5 separate regions of the Mus musculus genome follow, and all the other regions are linked to region 5. The links are chromatin contacts, called in public HiChIP or PLAC-seq and promoter capture Hi-C maps. All regions are on one chromosome and are shown on one strand. The core of a region is the stretch at or near the end of the contact, and the rest is flanking DNA. Distances in the headings are between cores, read along the strand shown.

Region 1 (2,700 bases), core at 93-2,592, 1.6 Mb before region 5:
GGTTAGCTTGGACTTCCTGAACTGTCTCTGCTGACCAGCCCTGGAATCTTGGGGTTCAAGTGCTCAGGATAGGATCCAAAGGGAAGGAGATGTTCTCTCTATTGTAAAGCTGTCTGTCTGTTGGTTCCGTGGGCACTTGACAGCTCCTTTCCCCTACTGGATCCCAAGCCAGAACCTCCAATGCCCGGTACTTAGCATTTCAGGATCCAGACTGTGGTCTGTCCACCGTCCCTGCCTTCCTTACTTCCTTCTAACACTGAGCATTGTGACTGTGCTCTGGGCCAGGTTCTGGGGTTAGAGTGGTCCAGGCAAGGGTTCTGCCTGACATAGGACACACACTGGAGTGTGAAAGGCCAACCATCAGTATGCAAACATGGAGATAGTTTGTCAAGCCGATAAGATTGCTCAGAAGTCTAAAATAGGGCACGCAGATAAGTGACTTGCATGGAAAGAGGTCTTGGACCACACAAAGGGGCAGCCATACAGAGACCGTGGTGATGAGAGCGTTAGCTAGGGGAGGGGAGCGCAGGACACCGATGTAAGACTATATCTCTGCAAAGAAAACAGTAAGTGTGAGGTATGTTCTAGACGCAGAACATCGTGGCCAGAACAGAATGAGCTATGTCCAACGGTTAGGACTGAGGAAGATTTCCGTGCAAATAAAAGATGTTTTCGGGCTTAAGCTGCCGGAGTGCTGCCTCCAGGGAATGAGCTTCCCATTAATGGAGGCGCATCAGAGGCTGCCTGCTGTGGGGGTTACGGAGAATGTCTGGAACATCGGTCCCTCAACATCTTCAAGTTCAGGAGCATCTTTGGTTTGGTGGAAGATGGGATGGAGTCTTCGGAGGGAATGAATCAAAGCTGTAGGTTGTCGCGTCCCAGTCAGGGGTCAGCGTCAGGGTTTTCGGCAGTCCCTGATCTCCTACTTCCAAGTTCCAATAGCACACTTTCAGGAGAGTCCCACCAGGAATCCAGGAATCTTTCAGCTTCTCAGTCCCCCAGTGTCGTGCGCCCTATGATTCAGGAACCTTTGCGGGCAGGTGGGCTTCTCCCTTCATTCTCTGGGATCCCCAGGACCTGCCCCACCCTGCGCCTTTGTTCAGGAGGAGCCGCCCCGGGGCAATACCCTGACAGCGCGGACACGAGCATCCCTCAGGGCGTTCGACGATTAGTACCGCCGTATCCCAAACCCAGCCCGGTCTCCCGCTGCTGCGCGGTGGGCGCCGCTGGGACCCAGCTCCGAAAAGCCCCGAGGGACGGGAGTGCGGGATCTAGCGGACTAGGGCAGAGACTGCGTGTGCGCGCTCCGTAGGCCGGGGGCGCGCCCGCCAGGTGTGCGAGCGGCCGCCGGCGGGTGGCAGGGCGCAGCTTTGTGCCGGCCGGTGTGCGCGTGTGCGCGCCGCGGTGACGGTGCACGCGGCTGGGCGGGCTGCGAGGGAACCCCGCGTTGAGGAGGAGGGGGCTCGGTCCTGATGGAGAGCTGTGGGCGCCGCGCCGACCAGCGCGCGCGTTGGGTGAGCCGGCAGGACTGACTATTGACATTCTGTCCACGTCGGGAGTGTGGGAAGGTCAGTGGCTCTGGGCTAGGTTGTAATTTCACAGCCGGCGTGCATCTGGACGCGAGTCCTGGGTGTGACTGAGCGTGGAATTGGAGAGGATGCTGTGAGAGTGGATGTGTGTGTTGGCAAAGCACTGATGGCCCCGGTGAGCTCCGCGCGCCCATCGCACCAAGCAGTTGGGCTCACTGGGAGGTAGGGTGACAGTCCACAGAAATCCCTGCCGGGTGCGCGGATGCGACACAGCATACACACCATGAAGAGGGGCGTGTGTGTGTGTGTGTGTGTGTGTGTGTGTGTGTGTGTGCGCGGGCTCGCGCGCGCGTGTGTGTGCATGTGATGTTGGTCAGCTCCCTGTTGGAGTCTGGTGAAAGACGCTGACCGAGATGGAGGTCAGACGTGGGTGTTTACAGGTGGCAGTAAAGGAAAGAAGCCAGGAACCCCAAGAGGATGCTGAAGCTAGGCTGCTAGGTTGGGGAGGGAGGACTTGTTTTTATTGGCAAGATCAGAAGCCCCAGCCTGTCTGTCCCCAAGCCAGCTTGTGCCTGTTCCAGGGAGAGGCAGTAGAATTGGAGTAATCGGTCCAGAGACTTTCATGGACCTGCGGGGCAAGGCCAGCTTTGCAGCCTGATGCTCATTTCTAGAGGCCTTGGGTGGGTGTGGCAGTGACAGTCAAGGGTGGGGGTCCTGTTTACAGGACAGAGGGACTCTATAGATTGCACTTTGGTTTTGCCTATACTTGTTATGTCTGACTTGGGAGCTGGTAAGGGGCACACTGCTTTCCGCTGTAGCTTTCTTTCACCCTTACTGAATCTGAAGGGCATTTACATGTTACCAGGGTTTGTGCTCGAAATTCATGGATCAGCCTCTGAATGGCTCCCATCAGGGTCGCCTCTAAAGGTATTACTAGAATTGTCCTGGACCTGTATCAGGGCATGCTATCCTTTGAGCCTCATAGGTCTCAGTTTCCCTTGGTGAAGAAAGCTCTCATCCCCTCTGCTCCTCCTGCTGTGGGCGAAGAATAAACAGAAAAGCTTGCACAGCTACCTGGAGGCTGGGAGTGACTCAGGGCCTGTGAGGTCTTGGGCAGTGATTTCCCTCAGGACTTGGGAGAGGTTGTGCATCACCTACCTCTAAGCAAGGG
Region 2 (2,700 bases), core at 14-2,513, 1.4 Mb before region 5:
AGGTTCTGCTGCTGGGTGTAGAATAGAGCATCCAACAGGCTAAACGCTGGCTCTACACAGCAGGCACTTGAAGATCCCACCTCATTAAGTACACATGGGTCTGTGGCACAGGGCTGCTTGGTTCTGGGCTCCTGTGTCATCGAGCAGATGACAAGAATTTCCAACCAAGTGCTTTGCCTGCAGAGGCTCCTATTCCCAAGCCAAAGTACAGAAGGGTGGAACAGCCTTTGGGGCTGGTATAGTAACTGTTTCTGCTGCCTTTGTCATCTGAGCACAGTTTTGGTCCTTCATCCCCCACGCACTTGCGTGCAGCCAGGGGAGGGGGAGCTCATCCCTCACTCCACTTAGGAAACCTGCTTACGTGAAATACTAGTCTGGTAAGATTTGTTCTAGTTAGAAGGTCAACAGAATATCTGTTTATCTTTTATTAAAAGCCAGCGTAGCGGCAGCCGGGGCTGGAAGAAGGCGGGTGGATTCTGGCAGTGTTCTGCTGGCAGGTTTCTGCTTGAACTTGAAAGGTCAAACCGTGTTTTCTTTGAAACTATTACAGGACTCTGGCTCCCTTCTCTGTGTTGGGCAGTTTTCCCCACTTGGTGATTGTGCTATGTTGTATTGTGGTCTGGGGCTCTTCAGGGGCTTTCAGGTTGTCCCACGCTGTCTGGAAACCTTATAAGCCTCGTCCCCACTGCTTTGGCTACTCTGCCTGCAGGCATTACCTCTGGGCTGGATGACTGTGTGCTGAGGAACTGAGAGGCCCTGGCTGTGGTCCTCACCCTTGGTTTGCTGCTGAGGTACTCTGGGCAGGATATGAGATGCCCCTGCCCTCTGCTCATGCCTCTCTCTATCTAATAGGTCATCCTGTGGCTTCCAGAGTAGGTACCGCCAGCCCAGCTCAAGTTCTCTGCTTAACGGGAGTAGAATAATGGCAGGGCCCAGTCTCCTCTCAGCCCTCTGGGCTGGAGGCTGTTCCTCCACACTCTGATCCAGTCTTTCCTTTCATGGCTGTACCAAGTCTTAGGGCTCCGAGCCTTGCTGAGGCCCCTTCATGTGACTGAGCCTCTGTAGCCGATACTTCTGCTTGGATGTGGGGGGACATTTCCACTGTTACTTCCACAAGGGGTTCTCCTGGTCACAACTCTGGAAACTATATTTTGCAGGTGTTAATAGGCATCCAGATGCCCCCAGCTCTGTTGATACACTAAAGCAGATGTGGGAGGGCTCCAGATAGAAGGCCTTAGCCAGAGTTTCTCTCTCTGTGATAATGAATGTCAAATGGTGTTTCTTGGAAAACCATCTGGACTTCAGTTTTGTGGGCCCTTTTTGATACTCAAGCCTCCTAGGCCCTGTTTGCATCTCAACAGACCATGTCATCCTCCAGATGAACAGAAAGAACTTGCCTGAGGCCACACAGCCGCCTTGAGCCCGTTCCTGCATACCAACTGTACTTACTGTTGGCACAGCAAGCAGTTGCATTTCCTGGAGCCTGGGTTTTGAGGAAGCCTGGTAGCTGGGGTCTCTGCACTGGCGGGCAGGTGCTGAGGTCCGAGGTATTGATAGGGCCTCTGCCTCTGCTCTTTTCCAGCATGACAAGCTTCGATCAGTGAGGACCCGGGGGCTTGGGAAATGGAGGAGGAGGGATTGCAGTCAAGTGCTTCTTTGGGTTTTCAGTGACTGGGACAAAGTCATCTGGACAAAATGCATTAGCTACCCTTGACTTCTTTGTTCGAAATCAGGACAGAAGATGATAAAATGAACTAATTCTCTGATATATCTTTTCTTCCTCCCTCTCTCCATCCCTCCCTTCCTCATTTTTTGGTGGTGCTGGGAACGTCCCCAAGGCCTTGCTCATGCTGAGTGAGGGCTCTGCCGCTGAGTCTAGGCCCAGGCCTCTCCAGGTTTTAAAATGGAGATGGGTAATAAAAGCCCAGCTCAGGTGACCAGGCAGGGCACAGCCAGTGTCATTTTCTTTTCTTTGACCCTTTATGGTGCCAACTCAAACATCACCTTTTGTCCTTTGTTTCTTGGTCTGCAAAGACAGCTGTGTTGTGTGTACGTGTGTTGGGTCCTGGGGTTCCGATAGAACATATGGCTTCTGGGCCAGCAGCAACCAGGTTAGTTAGCCATACTCTGGAACCCCATGTTCCCTCCCCAGCTTCTAGTTACCCCTCAATCAAAGACAAAGACAGGTTGGCACAATGAACAAGGCTGATCCTGCCGCCCACTCGGTGGAGGGCTTCTGAGGCATCCTACGAAACTCTGGTGTCTGTTTTGCCACCAGCCGCTTGCCCACACCAATCCCGTGTCTCTTTGCAGCCAGGCTATGTGCTTCTTTGGATGCCCAGAGCCAAGGGCCGTCTGCAGTGAGTAGTAGCTGGGGCAGTGGCTTTGACCTGGGCCTTAACACCCCCAGCGGATAGTGCGCTTGGCTGCAAGACTGGAATCAGTTGCCATTGTCTTTGGTTCTGTGACATTTCCACTTGAAAGGGTGAAATTCCCCTTCCCACTCCTTAGCGTCTATGCCAACTTGTGATGTCCCCGCCTGATCTCCAGCTCCCAGGGTGCCGGGGTTGCCATGTGAAGAGATGCCCATGTGGTAGAACCTAAGAGGTGTAGTTTGAAAGTGACCCCTGTGACGATGACTTTTCTTTGCTTCCTCTCAGTGAGGGGGGTGATTTGTAGATCCTGACTGCCTATGTGATG
Region 3 (2,700 bases), core at 38-2,537, 1.5 Mb before region 5:
TAGCATTCAGCTTCTCCCGAGCCAGAGCCGACTCCTTCCTAGATGAGAGGAAACTTCATGCTTCATCCTGAGCAGCCTCACAGAACTGTGTTTGACATGGAAGGTGACCGTAGTAAACACATAAACACAGCCACTGAAGATTGTTATGGCTTGGCCCTCCATAGTCCCAGGGACCACATTCCTGAGTTCAATCAACCATAGATTCAAAATATTTGACATACACACACACACACACACACACACACACTCCCACAATAAGTACCCCCATACATATCCCCACACATACACCCATACCACCCATACCACACTTACCACACACACACACACACACACACTTTCACTGAATATGTGTAGACCTTTCTTCCCACTATTCCTTAAACAACATAACAACTCCATACATTTTTCCTGGGTTAGGCATTATAGGTAGAGACATCTTAAAGTGTATGGGAAGGGGCTAGGAAGATGGCTCAGTGGTAAAGAAGATTGGTTGTTCCTCTAGAGGAGATGGGGTTGATTCCTGGTACTCATTTGAAAGATCATAACTGTCTATAACACTAATTTCAGGGGATTGAATGCCCTCTTGTGCACTGTCCCCCGCCCCCCTGCCCCTAGCATCATGCATACACGTGGTTCTTAGACACACATAAAGGCAAAACACCCACACACATAAAAAAACAAAGTGGAGGAGAGGCTGTGTGTAGGATCTATGCAAACAAGCAGATAGTGTTTTGAGGGCCTGTAGCATAGGCATGCACCCTGGAAGCAAGACAGAGATGTGCGGCAGGCAGTTCCTGCTCTGAGTGCCCATAGCCTGCTATGTAAATAGGCCCATCGCTGGCAGGATCTGCCTGGAAGGCTTCTTCAAGCTTCCCCTCGGGCGGGCACAGATCAGGAGCTCTTCTTTCCACAAATAGTCTCCAGATGTTGAGAGGGACCAGGTGACTTGTGGGGCTGAACCAGTGTCTGGGAGCATGCCAGAGGCCAGCAGGGCCTCGGCCATGACCCTCTCAGAGTCCTGTAGCTGTGATTGGCTCCTCTAGTGGGGAGAGGCTCAGTGGTTCTCTCCTGTGCTTGTACCAGTTCCGTGATGAGGGGGATTAAGCTGTGTCTGCTTGCTTGGATAACTTTTTGGCTGGCTTAGGAGTGGCCTCTTCCTGCCATCATTTGGTCTTGCAAACTGGGGCACAGAGTGAATCTGGGAGGGGGAGATGGCGACCCTGGGCAGGGATCCTTCATTCTCAGTGGCTCCAGCTGCTGCTGAGACTGGCTTTAGTACCCCCGAGGGAGAAGAGCTCTGCCTCCAGGGCAGACCCTTCAGCGATACTGAAGTTGATGTATCATCTTGTCACTTAAGTGACCGGGGCAGCTAGAAATGATTCAGCAGAAAGGCCCAAGATGCCAGTCTTTTCTCAGCCCTGATTCCCTGTGGCAGGTGCTGGGTCTGCTCTCTGGGGCCTGACACTGTAGTTTGACATGTCACTTCAGAAAGACAGAAAGCAGATGTGGCAGGGCTTCTACCCCCACCTAGGCCACTTCATTAGATGCCCCTGGATTCTCTGAAAACATTTCCCTTAGGGTTCTGTATTAATATTTACAACAGAAATGTGAAGATCAAGGGGCTGGCAAGAGGGAGGGCTCAGTAGGTAAAGATGTTCGCTGTCAAATCTGAGGACCCGAGTCTGTGTCCAGGTACCCACAGGATGGTTGGGGACCCACAGGATGATTGGGGACCCACAGGATGGTTGGGGACCCACAGGATGAAATGAGAGCTGACTCTCACACAATGCCCTTTTACTCCCACATGTACCCCCTCCTCTACAGTAAATACATGTAAACAAACAATTAAAAGAAAACATAAATATCAGAAATAGAATTATAGCAATCAAGGCCTTACCCTAAGAGGTTACTACAGTGGTTTTCAACCTTCCTAGTGCTGTGACCCTTTAATGCTGTTCCACATGTTGTAGTGAACCCCAACCATAAAACTACTTTTTATTCTTACTTCCTAACTGTAATCTTGCTACTGTAATGAAGTGTAATATAAATATCTGATATGCAGGATATCTGATTTGCAACTCTGGTGCAAGGGTCAGTTAACTCTCAAAGGGGTTGTGATCCACAGGTTGAGAACCGCTGCTCTGCTACACACTTACATTCTCTGCTCTTGTGGTTTTGAGACAAATATGCACGTATGTATGAATTACATACACATATCCCAGGTTAAACTCAAACTCATAATATTCCAGATATTAATTGCATGTTCTTATACTTGAACTGTGTCCAGATATTGTCTCCTAAGTGAAGTGCAGGGGTTACAGGCTTGAAGAGACTTTTGGTAGTTGGTTAACCAGTAAGGGGGGGGGATAACATTCTCAGGCTGTCGAGTTGGCTCAAGTGGTTAAGAGCACTGCTGCTCTTATAGAGGATCCACGTTTGATTCTCAGCACCCACATGGCAGGTCACAACCATCTGTATCTTTTGACTTCCACAGGCACCAGGAAGCCACCTTGTGCTCATACATCCATGCAGGCAAAACACTCATATGCATAATAATAATGTAATTAAAAATAAATATTCTTGTAAAACAAGAAAATGGATGTGGTGCACATGTCTGTAATTTATCCCAGCTCATGGAGGCAGAGGCAGAGACAGGTGGATCCCCGTGAGTTCCAGGCCAACCTAGTCTACATAGTGAGACCC
Region 4 (2,700 bases), core at 199-2,698, 1.5 Mb before region 5:
CACTGTGTGAGCCTCCGCCCCACACCCAACTCATTCTGAGAGGGTGGAGTGGGCGGAAATCCGCGCCTGGCAGGCCACAAAGCCACATAACTGACTTGCGGGGCCCTGCCCTTGGGGAGGAGGATGCTGACAGCAGCTGGCTTGGCCTGGGTGCTTGGCTGCCTTTAGATGCCTGTGGTAGACAGGAGCTGCGGCTGCAGGAGGAGTTTCACAGGCCTGTTAGTTACTGAGCTCAGGAGCTGGATTCAGGAGGTACAGCCCCACCTCCATTCTGCTATGACCAGTGTAGGTTGAATCAGTGGCTGGTTACTCTGCTGGCCAGGCAGATCAGTCCAGGGGCTGGGTTAAAAGGCAGCTCCTTGGGCCCCATCTGAGGGACTCCTCTTTATCACCCTTGGGTGGGGCTCAAGAAGCCTTGGTGTTTGTTACCACGGCAGGACGTGGTCCTTGAGGTGAGGTAGGCCACAGCTGCTTGGGATCTAGTTTGTTTAAAGGGCTTTCACCTTTGGGTCTGGGGAAGATGACTCAGGGGTTAAGAGCACCGGATACTCTGGCAAAGGACCAGGGTTCAATTCCCAGCATCTACATGGCAGTTTACAACCCTCTGTAACTCCAGTTCCAGGAGATCTAGTGTCCTTTCCTGGCCTCTCCAGGTTTCAGGTATGCATGTGGTACACAGACATACATGCAGGCAAACACTAATATACATAAAGTAAAAATACATTTTTTTTGTTTGTTTTTTTTTCTCTTTTGAGGGTTTCTCTCTGTAGCCCTGGCTGTCCTGGAACTCACCCTGTAAACCAGGCTGGCCTCGAACTCATAGTGCTCTGCATGCCTCTGCCTTCCAAGTGCTGGGATTAAAGGGTACACCTTGGCTAAAATAAGCAAATACATATATATATTTTAAGCTCTGTTCCCACAGTGCAGATCCAGTGGTCAGGTTCACATGCTCTGGGTGTACTTAGGGAAACCACACAACCTTCCTGTGCTCCAGTTTCCTTACCAGTGAATATTAATAGTGCTACACACGGTGCTGCTGTGAGCTTTGAGCGTGATAGCTCAGGAGAAGCGTGGAGCACGGTGTCTAATCATAGTGCTTCTGGTGGTGTACAATAGTCCTGGGCTGTGTGATCGCATACAGAACCGCACGACATGCCCACAGGACTGTAAACACCCCCACGGACCCACCAGAGCAAGCTGGATTGATGTGCGCATCCACTCACGTCTACCCGATGACGACAGAGGTCACTAGACAGACAGGAGGCGCTGGGGGTAGACGAGTGTGTGTGTGTCTGTGTGTGTGTGTGTGTGTGTGTGTGTGTGTGTGTGTGTACACAAAGCCCTGAGGACTGGGCCTTTCTCTTACATGCTGGTATTATTCCCAGAGTAGCAGCACCTGGGCTGAGCTCTAGGAGCCCAAGGTGCCCCTTGTTTCCATAGCAACCACTGTGTGGCAAACAGGAGAATGAGGGGGAGGGAAGATGGAAAGCCTGCGCTGCAGGCTTCCAGGGCCTTCCTGCCTTCTGAGCTGGCTTCCTTGTCTCCTCTAAACTCAGGACTTCCCCTTCCTTCTCTCCTCCCTCCCTCCCTGCCTTAGGTAGTGCTGTGCTAGGCATCTGGATACTTGAGGCCCAAAACGGATGGACCATTGCTAACAGTTCTGATGTGGATCTGGAACTTAAACCTGGCCTCGTGCATGCCAGGCAGGTGCTCCAGGGCTGAGCGACACCCTCAGCTGACAGCTATCATTTTAATCTAACATTCACCAACTCTTTTCATTTTAATATAATATATATAATAGAAAAAGTTTCCTCCCTCCCTTTCTCCTTCCCTCCCTTCCTTCCTTCTTCCCTCCCTCTCTGACTCCCTCTCTCTCTTCTCCCTTCTGACAGAGTCTCACCTAGCCCAGTCTGACCTTAAACTCATTATGTAGCTAAGAAAAACCTTGAACTTCTAACCCTCTTCTTGCCTCCACGTCCCAAATGCTGGGATTACAGGCTTACGCCACCATGCATGGTTTATGCAGAGTGGGTGTCCATGCTAGGAGCTACATTTCCAAAACATACCTTGTTAGCCCCTTAGGTGCATCGCTCAGTGGTATTAGGCGCTCGAGCCTTGCTGTGCATCAGTGTGCACTTTATTATCGTAAATGGATCTCTGCACCCACTCCATAATAGCTCTTCATTCCCTATCATCTTCTTTCCCATGGCCACTTACTATAGAGGCTTCCAGATCCATTGGTGTTGCAGCATATGTCAGAATTTATTTTGTGTGTGTATGTATGGTATGTTCCTGTGTGTATGGGGACCAGGGTAGTATAGACGTCTGTGTCTCTGTGTGTATGGGGCCAGGGTGGTATAGATGTATGTGTTCCCCTGTGTATGGAGGCCAGGGTAGTATAGATGAATATGTTCCTGTGTGTGTGGAGGCCAGGGGTAGTAAGAATGTATATGTTCCCATGTGTATGGAGACCAGGGGTTGATGTTTGGTGTCTTTCTCAGCTGCTCTCCACTCGACTACTCTCCAGCTCATTTATTCCTTTTGTTCCCCTTAGTTTTGAGACACTCTCTTATTGGCTTGCCACTTCTGCTAGATTGTTTAGTCAGCGAACCACAGGGACCTCTGTCTGTGGCTCCTCAGGACTGGGATTACAGGTGTGCACTCCAGTCACACACACACACACACACACACACATATCAC
Region 5 (2,700 bases), core at 101-2,600:
ACAGAAACCAGAGGCCTCTAACACCAAAGGAGTCTTTAAGCAGGGAAGCAATTCACTTGGATAAGGTTTAAAATAAGCCCCAGTCCTGGTCTGAGGACTGGGCGTGGGGGACCAAGGAGCAGGTAGTAGGGTCTAGAACAGTCTGACCCACAGCGTATGTTGGATGGAAGAGGTAGAGATGCGCAGAAGACCCAGCCTCTTCCTTTTCCCTGGGATTTTCAAGGACACAGCTGTGCGCTTCTCTCACACCCTGAACCTGGCCAAGACAAAGAGAGGAGCTCACTGGGACACAGTCCTGGGACCCAAGGCATGTGACAGCTAGCTCTGCTCACTCTGTAACACCCTCAAGACAGACACACACCCCTTCCCTGACAGATGTAATCCTTGTCCTCGTGACCGGTGCTCACACACCACTCCATCCTGAAACGCACCCCTCAGGTACACAGGCACACTCTTGTGTCCACGTGACGCACGCACACCCGCCTCCAAACACCACACACAGCTCCCCGCGCACGTGTGCACCCTCGGAGCACCAATCCTGTACCCACCAGACCCAGAAACCACAGCGCCGCCTCCGCCACCCTCACTCAGTCAGGGGACGACTGCGCAGCAGCTGAAGTCGCTCGCTGCATCCGTCCCATTCATCACCCCGCCCCCAGCTCTCCACGGAAGACTCACGGGAGGGCTGTGGGAGAAGCGCTCTGCTGAGATCCACACGTGGGTGCACCCGTCCAGGCCCACTCCGAATAGACACGGCCTCCACCCAGAGCCGGGCCCAAGGCACCGCGCGCGCGGGGCTTCTATGCAGTCCCACAGACAGCAGCTGCGGAAGAAACGCAGGTGGTCGGGCACCCGCATAGCTGGCTTAGACAGATGCGGGCTCAGGGAACCATCCCGAGGACCTGGCCCTGCAGACACAGCGGGAATCTCTGCACACCAGATTCCGGCTGCCCACGTAGACCCGGCCTTGTAGACCACCCTTCTACAGCCCGTTGGCTGCACAGGGCGGCTCAGCCGTCCGCACCCCAGTTTCCAACTCCAAGTCCCGGCTGCTGACCCCTACCTAGGCACCTGGCGACAGTCTCTGCGGTGGGCACCAGGCTCGCTCCCGCTGTGCGCGCCCCGCCCTGCCCGCCTTGCCGGGCTAGGATCGCCCGGCTCAACCCGCTGGCGCCGCAGCTCCAGGCTGCGCTCGCTCCCCCCGCCCGCCGCCGCGCCGGCCCACGATCATTGGCTGTGCCGCGCAGCGCCCCGCAGAGATGTCCAATCAGAGTCCGGTCCTCCCGCCCAGGGGTAGAGGGGGCGGGTCTCGACGGGATCGGGAGGAGGTGGCTCGGGAGGGGCCCTGCGGATGGGCCCCGACGCGTCACGCCCCCGGCGCCCGCAGACAAGCAGGCTCGGGGAACCCGATGTCCCTCAGGCCACGTCGTGGGCCCCTCAGCCTGGCCTGAAGCGTACGATGCTTTTTTCGAGTCCTCAATCCGGTGTCCTAGTCTCTAGAGGCAAGAGCATCCCTCCTTCGGGATGAGGCCCGGTGCGTACCAAGGAGAGGCTAGGTAGAGGCCCTGGGAGAAGGGCCTGGAGTTGAGTGTTCTCCGGGGGGGTTGGGGGAGGGAAGGAGGAGGGAGATTCGTCAGAGTGCTGGGGTGGGGCGGCACTCAGGTTTGGAGAGGAGCAGGAGGTGACTGGCTGGGCTGAGGGAATGAAAAAGAGCCCTCCAGGACCAAGTGGCCTTGACTGTGGTTATGCCTGGGGACTGCCCTCACAGACTCCTGGTTCAATCCTGCTATTATTAGTCTATTGGAGATGCCCCACATCACTGCTTGCCTCAAACTCAGACCCATGTTGCTATCTCCAACCTGGTCTCACCTGTGTCTCTGTCTTAAACAGGAGTTAGAAACCAGGAGTTAGAAACCAGGAGTTACCTGTGTAGCAGGTTTTCTGACCCAACCGGGTGTAGCACAAGGATCTGCCATGTTGCCTCTTAAGATCCCTAAAGTCTCTCTCTCTCTCTCTCTCTCTCTCTCTCTCTCTCTCTCTCTCTCTCTCTCTCCCCACCATCTGCCCCTCCCTGAACTCGACCACCACGGTCATGCAGTATACCTCCACTTGATTAGTGCAGCAGCCCCACCCCTCACCCCAATCCAGTATCACTTCCCATTAACCTTTCTGGGACAACCAGAACAGGCACTAGGAACACCAGAGAGCTGCCTCTTAGGATCTTCCACTGCTTGCCACTAAGTCCCCTCAAGCCCTCCATAGCTCACCCCTCACCACTTGCCTGCCTAAACCCCACTTGTCTTTTGGCACTTAGTTCAATGCCTCTGCTGCTAGGAAGCCTTCCCCATGACCTTCTGGATACCTGGAATGCCCAGCAGCCCTTTCTCAGTGCTTTCCAGATCTCAGCACCTCTTCACCTGAGTCCTGTCTGGACTAAGAACTCTTGAGAGCAAGGGTCGAGATGAATTCGCCCAGCACAGCCTGACCTCCTGATGCATGCCCAGCATGTATTTGTTGAAATGAATAATTGGGTCCAGTAACTGGAGGATTGGATCTATAGGGCTGGAGTTCAGGAAAGAGCTGGGCTACAGAGACTCCTCCCCCCACCCCCAGTTTTGAAGATTGAATCCAGGGCTTCTTGCATTCTAAGCAAGGATGCTACTACTGAGCTATACCCCAATATTGAAGAGATGGTTTTGA

Evidence for each region. Promoter capture Hi-C pulls out the DNA fragments that hold promoters and counts their contacts. HiChIP or PLAC-seq counts read pairs in DNA pulled down with a chosen protein or histone mark.
Region 1: a contact with region 5 is called in an H3K4me3 HiChIP or PLAC-seq map of embryonic forebrain, with 8 times the contacts expected there. The contact joins the promoter of Rap1gap2 here to the promoter of 4732414G09Rik in region 5. A contact is called at or near these places in 3 of 39 promoter capture datasets (cranial neural crest, frontonasal cranial neural crest and maxillary cranial neural crest) and 5 of 115 datasets of contacts at active chromatin or transcription factors (embryonic forebrain, forebrain, neural tube and 1 more).
Region 2: a contact with region 5 is called in a promoter capture Hi-C map of cranial neural crest. The contact joins the enhancer-like site here to the promoter of 4732414G09Rik in region 5. A contact is called at or near these places in 6 of 39 promoter capture datasets (the HPC-7 cell line, cranial neural crest, embryonic stem cells and 3 more), 6 of 15 datasets of contacts at CTCF or cohesin (the NIH/3T3 cell line, embryonic stem cells, large pre-B cells and 2 more), 61 of 484 Hi-C or Micro-C datasets (B cells, the Ba/F3 cell line, the C2C12 cell line and 33 more), 23 of 115 datasets of contacts at active chromatin or transcription factors (PVALB interneurons, the SCID.adh cell line, SST interneurons and 13 more) and 2 of 9 other capture datasets (adipose tissue and embryonic stem cells).
Region 3: a contact with region 5 is called in an H3K4me3 HiChIP or PLAC-seq map of neural tube, with 12 times the contacts expected there. The contact joins the enhancer-like site here to the promoter of 4732414G09Rik in region 5. A contact is called at or near these places in 4 of 39 promoter capture datasets (the 3T3-L1 cell line, cranial neural crest, hippocampal neurons and 1 more) and 5 of 115 datasets of contacts at active chromatin or transcription factors (embryonic forebrain, embryonic limb bud, embryonic stem cells and 2 more).
Region 4: a contact with region 5 is called in an H3K4me3 HiChIP or PLAC-seq map of craniofacial prominence, with 20 times the contacts expected there. The contact joins the enhancer-like site here to the promoter of 4732414G09Rik in region 5. A contact is called at or near these places in 7 of 39 promoter capture datasets (the 3T3-L1 cell line, the HPC-7 cell line, cranial neural crest and 4 more), 5 of 484 Hi-C or Micro-C datasets (the N1E-115 cell line, Th1 cells, cerebral cortex and 2 more), 15 of 115 datasets of contacts at active chromatin or transcription factors (SST interneurons, craniofacial prominence, embryonic fibroblasts and 10 more) and 1 of 9 other capture datasets (embryonic stem cells).

The regions. Positions count from the first base shown.
Region 1 is chr11:74,588,828-74,591,527 of GRCm38.p6, reverse strand. It overlaps Rap1gap2 (RAP1 GTPase activating protein 2), which reads left to right and starts at 1,342. Exons shown (of 25, transcript NM_001015046.3): 1 at 1,342-1,568.
Region 2 is chr11:74,383,629-74,386,328 of GRCm38.p6, reverse strand. Rap1gap2 (RAP1 GTPase activating protein 2) reads left to right here. Exons shown (of 25, transcript NM_001015046.3): 25 at 1-2,700. Among named protein-coding and RNA genes, the nearest start is that of Olfr412, 20 kb to the right of the region's middle. Within about 2 kb of position 1,263, at least 16 of the 459 cell types and tissues checked have an H3K27ac peak or open chromatin away from gene starts, as enhancers often do.
Region 3 is chr11:74,497,973-74,500,672 of GRCm38.p6, reverse strand. The region is part of intron 2 of Rap1gap2 (RAP1 GTPase activating protein 2); the gene reads left to right. Among named protein-coding and RNA genes, the nearest start is that of Rap1gap2, 91 kb to the left of the region's middle. Within about 2 kb of position 1,287, at least 25 of the 459 cell types and tissues checked have an H3K27ac peak or open chromatin away from gene starts, as enhancers often do. A contact at or near this core is called in neural tube, where this site is marked.
Region 4 is chr11:74,553,594-74,556,293 of GRCm38.p6, reverse strand. The region is part of intron 2 of Rap1gap2 (RAP1 GTPase activating protein 2); the gene reads left to right. Among named protein-coding and RNA genes, the nearest start is that of Rap1gap2, 35 kb to the left of the region's middle. Within about 2 kb of position 1,448, at least 92 of the 459 cell types and tissues checked have an H3K27ac peak or open chromatin away from gene starts, as enhancers often do. A contact at or near this core is called in the HPC-7 cell line, the N1E-115 cell line, SST interneurons and 5 more, where this site is marked.
Region 5 is chr11:73,017,491-73,020,190 of GRCm38.p6, reverse strand. 4732414G09Rik (RIKEN cDNA 4732414G09 gene) reads left to right here and starts at 1,350. Exons shown (of 3, transcript NR_152202.1): 1 at 1,350-1,534. Camkk1 (calcium/calmodulin-dependent protein kinase kinase 1, alpha) reads right to left here and starts at 1,203. Exons shown (of 16, transcript NM_018883.3): 1 at 1,064-1,203.